Linked DNA regions of Mus musculus: region 1 is linked to region 2. The links are chromatin contacts, called in public HiChIP or PLAC-seq maps. All regions are on one chromosome and are shown on one strand. The core of a region is the stretch at or near the end of the contact, and the rest is flanking DNA. Distances in the headings are between cores, read along the strand shown. Region 1 overlaps Lbh (limb-bud and heart). Region 2 has its middle 13 kb from the start of E330032C10Rik.

Region 1 (3,703 bases), core at 638-3,137, 330 kb after region 2:
CAATGGCCCCCTCAGATGCAGCGTTAGTTTCCATGCTCCAAGCGTGAAGCCATCCTTCTAACACAGTCATGAAAACAATATCCACCAATGGCTTTCATACCAAAAGCTCCACAGCCAAGTCTTTTAAGTCCTCCGTAGGGGGTGGGGGTGGGGGAGCAATCTGAGCATTGAGAGTCTGATACTGTGGTACTTGCCAAAGACCTTTGCACTGTGACCTACTCAAAGCAGGAACCATTAAAGAGAAAAAGTTATTTTTACAAGTCATTGTATTTGTAAAAAAAAAAAAAATCACTATAATAATTGATATACCCCTTCCATCAGAGATTTTCTTTCATTATCAGATCACAAAGATTTGTGCTTCTGAGAACCATAGCTCTCTCCAAAAAATAAAAAAACAAACAACAACAGAACACGTCCTGCACCAAAACAGCCTCTTTTGTTTCTCCGGGAAAAGCCAGAAAGCCTTGCAAGAGTGTTTCTGAGTCTTTTCCAGCCCAGTCTTATCTCAGGCAGCTGCTTAAGAGGCTGACCCGGAAGAGGTCAGCATTTTTCCACTAAGTCATGGTTTTTAATCATCTAGGCAGCAGAAAAATGAGAGGCTGCAGCTACAATTTGATGGGGTGGGGAAGGCAATGGAAAAAAAAAATGAAAAAGAACTCTCCCGTTGGACTTGCAGAGCACATGACAGGTACGGTTGGGGTGGCAAGCAAACAAAGTACTGCACGCTGGGCTGCCTCAGCGGAACCTGGCAGAACCAAGAAATGCTCTGCTCAGAAACACTGCTTCTAGTTAAACCTTCAAGTCCAAAGAGCCCCATCTTCTCTCAGAGCTGCAAACAAACAAACTGGAAAATCCCTCTACAAAGAGGTTCTTCAGGAGGTATGGGAAGCTCTGATGGGGATCTCCTACCCTCATCCCCTGCAGGGCAAGTTCAGAAGCATCCAGCAGGCAACTGTGTTTTCTTCAGCCCTATCCCTTCCCGTCTCTGCCATCACTACCCTACTGTCACACAGGGGACGCCCAGGATGATGGCATGGACGGAACTAATCAACACCAAGTTCCCACCTACACAAAGGGAATAGGATCTTGTCAATCACACATGCTCCCAAGAACATCTTGGGTTCTACATGAACAGCATGCGTGCAGCCTTCGTGACTGAATTTCACAGGGGACACCTCGGGAGCGGTACCCTTTGCCAGGTGCCCTCTCATCACCATGGGTCCTGACATTTTGGGAACTTGAGAGGATTCCATGGAAAGGGACAGGGAGTTTCAGAATGATCAAGGTCTGTGTCATGTGATCTAGACGCCAACATACTAGAGTTTCTGGCTAGTGTAGTCCAAGAAAATACTCTGCTGTAATGAAAATGTTCTCTGTGCTGTCCGGTACCACGGCCACTCGTCACGGGTAGCTAACTGGGCCCTTGAAAGATAGCCAAATTTTACATTTGATTTAAATAAACACAAATTTAATTTAAAAAATGTAAGCAGCTACTGTATTCAGGCTATATAATTAATTATGAGAACAATGAAAACAGGGCTTTCAGGGAGACTGAGGGCGACTGGACTGGCTGACCAACATGAGCAGCCTCAGAACAGAGAGCTGTGGGGCTGAGGCCAGGTTTCCAAAGACCATAAACTCATCAGTAGCCTTTGTGCTTAGGCTAGAGAGTTGCTAGTGAGTGAGCTCCCCTATCATGAACAGATTGGAACCAAAAGAAAAAACTAGGCCTCCAAAGGCCCCAAATTTGGAGGCTTAGCTATCAGCTGTCTGCCTTTGAGCCAGGTGACCTAAACCTAGCTGTCTCTGGGGTGGGGATAAGAAAGAGTTGCCTGGCACCTACTATGGAAAATGTGAGCAAGTCTGGTCTTTGTGGCCCTTCCCTGTCTGTGCACTGCCCGGCCATCATCTCTGACAAACAAGATGATCTGGCCACAGAGAGGGTGGAGGCTCAGCAAGGAGCTGGGAGATGCTAATGGGGAAAGAAGACACCAGCAGGTGGGGCAGATGAAAGGTGCTTAGCTGGACACAAAGGGCTAATTACCAGCTGTGCAAGCGGAGCCGCTGGCAGGCCAGGATCCCCTGCTCCTCTTGGCTGAGGAGGAGCAGAGGGCAGGAGAAGCTGCGGTGGGAAGGAGGACAGAAGGCTTGGGAGAAAGAGTCAGGCTAGCTCTCTAAGACACCGTGCACACAAAACTACACAGAAAGCCTTTAACCTCTCCAGTTGCAAAGAGCAACAAAGAACCAACCCCCAAGCCAGCTATGGAAAAATAGCACCCTGTGCCTACAGGTGGGCCAGGAGGTCTGGCTTTTACCTGGCCGCTAACTCTTGCTATCTCTGTGGTCTTGGTTGGATCACCTTAGTTCCTCTGGGCCCCTTGAATGAAAGGAGGAAGTGGTTTGGACTCTGCAGGGTGGCTGGGGAAGGGGGTGGGGTTCTGATGCTGAGCCAGCCCTCCCCTCCTCCCTCCTCTATAAATTTGGATTTATACTAATGCTGATCTTACAGGGCTTGGGAGAGAGTCAAATCCAGGTGTGTGTGAACATGCTCTGGAAACTCTTTAATTGCTAATGTTGGTCCCTATTAAGTAAAGCCCCCACCCACCCGCCCGGAGGAGCATTTAGAGTAAGCCTGGAAAGCCAACAACTGTAGCTTGAGACAAATGGACTGGGTTTGTATTCACAAATGTCAGTCCAGGTTCTTTGAAGAAAAGCCTGTATGTGTGTGGTGGCGGCAGTGGGGGTGTGGGGTGGGGTGTGGGTGGGAATGGGGTGGTGGGGAAGTGGGTGTGTGTCACTGCCTCCTTTCCAGAGCGGCTAGCTCCCCCTAGGACATGGATTAGACCAGCTGGAATGGCAATCATGCTCTTGACCAGACTGGTCTCACCATGGAAAGCCTCTGATACTGGGTCTACTCCAGGGGCCCTCACTCAGAGAAATTGATTCCCCCCCACCCCCAAAGCCTCACTTCCCAGATCTCTCCCAGAATCCTGCTCTGAGGAGGGTGGAATGAATGAGCATCAGCTAGTCCAGCTAATACCCTGAACTTTGGTCCTTACCTAATACACATGATGGCAACAACTACAGTCTTTGAAATCTGAGCTCCCGCTATCTAATCTTATCATGTTGCTAGTACTATTAGCATCTTACTGAGTTTTCAATGTGGCAAGTGGCTGGGAAAAACACAAGGATTCTTAGGGGCAGAGGGTCCTAGTGGGGATTCAGAGAAGCCTAATGTTATCCAGTTTTGTCCTATCTGTCTCAGCTCTCAACTTTTCTCTGAACCAAAGCTATGGGACATTCAACTCACCCTGTCCGTCCTGCCCTTCCATGATGCTTCTAATCCTTCAGGGTACTTGAGCAGAGATTTGAGCTTTATATCAACTCTGAACCTCCTTCCTTTGGATCAAAGATACTTAAGTGCCTAAGCCTTGAAACTGGACGGAAAAGGAAATCCTCGGGATAAACACCATCTTTCATAAACATCTCTCGAATACACACCCATCCTGCAAGTCAGGGGTTTGAAATTCCAATCAATTAGTGCTAATGGATCCTGATAATGCTGGGCCCAGAAATAGATGAACCTTCTGGGATATTAGATGATTCTCCCACATTTGTCTGCGGGCATAAATGATTTCAAGTATCTACATCTTATCATACATGTGTATCATCATTACTTCTTTGAGAGAAGACAGCCTCCTGC
Region 2 (3,854 bases), core at 1,303-3,802:
CCTATATTTGATCCCACTATACTAGGATTTTCTGCTGCCTGCGTTTTCTTCTAGATGTTTGACAATCGTCAGATCTATGATTTCACTTGAACTGTTGCCTGAGGTTAAGATCTATGATCTGTTTTGGCATGAGGTATGGGTTGATGTTTATTTAATGCACAAGCACGTGCAAGTACCATTGAAAAGTACAGAATTTACTCTACTTAGTTCTGGGTAGCTTCTCTGGCTAAATCTTGAAGGACTCACTCACATGCCATTTCTCATTACCTTTCTCAGTCTTCCCTCAGAAGCTCCTGAGAAATACTGATGAAGGCAGATGGTGGTGCCCTACAACGGTGTCAACCGACTTGAAAGGGGAATAAGCCACCGCCACTTGAGAGCAGATGCAAAACACGACTTTCCAGCATCCTCTCATACAAGAAACACAGAGCTAAAATACTGAAGGACTGGAAACCAAACCTTTGGGCAAAATTTCAGTGCCCTGCAGTCATTTGACAGTGTAGAAGGGTGGGGACAGTTTTGCTTCCTGTCTGCCACAAATGACTGGCAAGGAATCCACTCAGTGACACAAAGAAATGCCCTTTATCTCTGAGGATGGAAGGAAGGAGAGGAAGAAAGATCTTCCCAACGCAAGATGCCCCACGGGTATCATTCAAGATCTGGAAGCCATGAAAGAGAAGAGCAGGCGTGGTGTGGGGCCAGGAACAGAGGTAGCCTCTGTGAAGAGAGGACTGGACCAGATATGCTGAGAGCCTCACCTCCTCTTATGCACCCTCACCCTGGACAATGAGCTGAGGAAGACAGGGCCCCTCTGTGGTGCAGACTATCTAGCCAGCATCCCATGGTTGGCTGATGCTTATGTTGTAACTGGCTCAAACTCTATGACAAAATTTTACAGTTTTGTTACACACTAAGTTTGGTTACAGTTTGTTATGCGGGAACTCAGAGTTCAGGGGCCACTTCGGGCCAAATTCAAGTTAACAGAATACAAAAGAGATGGACTTATAAAAGCAAGCCTGTACCCTAGTTTTCTAACCATCAGGTCAAAGCTCCTCCAACATACCTAATGCTCTGCCTGTAGCCTCCTTGGCCAAAGACTGGGAAGTTTACGTAGTGCTCAGATCTATAGTTGGGGAAAGGGCAGGAAAGCGAGGCTCTGGATTTATGCCACCAGGGAGATTACCCATCACTGGTGTAAGGGATGAAAAGAGACTCTGCACTATGGAGATCCTAACCTTCTCACTGTGACAACCTGGCACACGCACAGTTCTGGCTTACCCACAGTTCTAGCTCTAATAACCTCTGATTTGTCACCTAGCTTAGGCCTCAATGTAGTTTCCAGTAATCTGGGGTTCTCATTCAGCACACACTCACTTCCGCCACCACCCCTGCCTACTTCTAAGTGCTCAATCCCATCTGGCTACGCTGCAGATGCTACTGATCTAAAATATGACATGGCACCCATGAGAGGAGCTAGCCAGCACCTCCAAACCTAAGTGTGGGTCAGAGGACTAGCACCTGGGGTACAAAATCAAGCCTGTGTAGACAGACACAAACTATGTTTTCTGTGTTACCGAGTGAATGAGAGAGGAGAATGGGAGGGGGGCTGTAGCTCAGTGGTAGAGCACGTGGTTAGCAGGTATGAAGTCCTAGGTTCAATCCCCAGCACTGCAGAGAGTGGGCGCTCGGGAGGAAGAGACAAGAGAGTCAGAAGTTCAAGGTTATCCTGACCGCATAGTGAGTTTGAAGACAGACTGGGCTACTTGAAAATCTCTCTCTCTGTCTCTCTCTCTGTCTGTCTGTCTCTCTGTGTGTCTGTCTCTCTCTGTGTGTCTCTGTTTCTCTCTCTCTCTCTCTCTCTCTCTCTCTCTCTCTCTCTCTCTCTGTGCAATATATATTATACATATATACACATATATATGTGAAGGGAACAGGGGCAAGGAAGATGATAAGGTAATCAACCATTCCAGTCCTCAGTCTCCATCTTCAGGAAGTAAGCTCTACTATTAATGTATCACATATCCTTAGTCTTCCAAAGTTATTGTGTATACAGAATAGAATGAATATATATATATATATGTATGTATATATATATATATATGTGTGTGTATGTGTGTGTGTGTGTGTGTGTGTGTGTATACTCGTAGACTGTATTAAACTTCAATCCCAAGGGGAGAGACTCATTCACTTGCTTATTCAATTGTTCTTTCAGATGGACTTGACATCAAGGAAAAGATGGCAAAGTCTAGCCCAGTGCCTACATCCACAGCCTGGGGGCAGATGAAGGTAACTATTGACAACCACATAAGTGACAATAGTATAACCTGAGACTTGGTGAGGAAAAACTGGTGAATGTCTGATCTGTAAAGGCCCATTTAAATAACAGCCACACCCATCATTGTTAAGGACCAGCTATCAGCAAGCTTGGCCCTGAGACCTGTCTCTGGACATGGTCTCTGCGGGGTTTCTAAGCTGCTTCTCCCTACGCACTGGAGATGTGGTGTGACTCACATTCCTCCACCATCTGCGGAAGAGGCTCACATGACTCAGCCTCCGCCCACTCTCTCTGTCACTCAAAGGTGCTACAGCGTAACCACACACAAAATCATTCCCGGTGACTCAGGCAGAAAGACAGCACCACGGCCTGGCTGACTGCCACTCAGTGTCTGAGGCATGGTAGAGGTTTCTCTGGCTTTTCAGATGACTTATCTTCCAGGAGATGTGTGAGTCTGCAGAAGGCTTTGTCGGTCTGAGATGCTAACACAAAACCACCACTGAATGGGAAGTGAACAGCATTGTTAGTCTCCACACAACTAAGAACAGGTATATCTAAGCACAAGGCTGATAGAGCCTGTGGCCAGTGTCTTCTTGCTATGTCCTCCAATGGCTGAAGAGCTAGGGAACACTCGGTGTCTTGATGTTTTGTTTGATTGTCTGAAATAAAGTCTTGCTTTGTAGCTCAAGCTGGCCTTGAACTCACCATCTTCCTGCATTGGCCTCTTAGATGTTGAGTTCACAAGTGTATGCCATTAGCCCAGCAAGTGTATGCCATTAGCCTAGCAAGTATATGTCATTAGCCCAGCAAGTGCATGCCATTAGCCCAGCAAGTGTATGCCATTAGCCCAGCAAGTGTATGCCATTAGCCCAGCAAGTGTATGCCATTAGCCCAGCTTCATAGTGTTTCTTTTATTCGATTATTTTTAAATACTTTTTGCTTCTTTAAAAAAAAAACAAAACAAACAAACAAAAAAAACCTGTATTATTTGGTAGGAGTGGTGGTCAGGGAGGCATGTGCACACACAACACAGTGCACATGTGGAGGTCAGAGGGCAAATTGCAAGCACTGTGTGAGTTCTGGGATTGAACTCAGATCATCAGATTTGGCAGCAAGCATATGTGCTAGATGAGCCATCTTTCCTCGTCCTTACTGTTTCTCTTCTAAGGCACTAATCTTATTTATAGGGGCTTACTCCTTCATGACCTAAGAATCTCCTCAAAGCTTCAACTTTAAATAGCATCACCACAGGGGTTAGAATTTTAATGCATGGACTTAGGGGCAACACAAACCATTGGGTTACAGCAGGCATCCTTACAAGCAAACCACAATTGGCTCCTGGGAGTGGGAGGTGAGCTTTGGGGGTGGGTGGGGGCAGGGAGGAAGCTCAGCTCCATTCATTCCATCTTAAACAGAATCCTCACCGACTACACACATAGGGAATCCCAGATCTGTGTCTGGTTCTCTGACATGCCAAAGGCTGGGCTGGTGCACCCCTGCGTCTACTGGAAGCTGTCTGAGCCCAATCAGCTCAACACATAGCTGGGCACAGCACCCCCTCTTCTCCCTGAGCTCAGCT

The links. HiChIP or PLAC-seq counts read pairs in DNA pulled down with a chosen protein or histone mark.
Region 1: a contact with region 2 is called in an H3K27ac HiChIP or PLAC-seq map of the HPC-7 cell line, with 7 times the contacts expected there. The contact joins two enhancer-like sites. A contact is called at or near these places in 2 of 484 Hi-C or Micro-C datasets (the HPC-7 cell line and pre-B cells), 10 of 115 datasets of contacts at active chromatin or transcription factors (the 230-238 cell line, the HPC-7 cell line, effector CD8 T cells and 7 more) and 1 of 9 other capture datasets (liver).

Annotation. Positions count from the first base shown.
Region 1 is chr17:72,933,020-72,936,722 of GRCm38.p6, reverse strand. All of the region lies in intron 2 of Lbh (limb-bud and heart), which reads right to left. Among named protein-coding and RNA genes, the nearest start is that of Lbh, 17 kb to the right of the region's middle. Within about 2 kb of position 1,887, at least 101 of the 459 cell types and tissues checked have an H3K27ac peak or open chromatin away from gene starts, as enhancers often do. A contact at or near this core is called in the 230-238 cell line, the HPC-7 cell line, effector CD8 T cells and 2 more, where this site is marked.
Region 2 is chr17:73,261,984-73,265,837 of GRCm38.p6, reverse strand. No RefSeq gene overlaps it. Among named protein-coding and RNA genes, the nearest start is that of E330032C10Rik, 13 kb to the right of the region's middle. Within about 2 kb of position 2,552, at least 170 of the 459 cell types and tissues checked have an H3K27ac peak or open chromatin away from gene starts, as enhancers often do. A contact at or near this core is called in the 230-238 cell line, the HPC-7 cell line, effector CD8 T cells and 2 more, where this site is marked.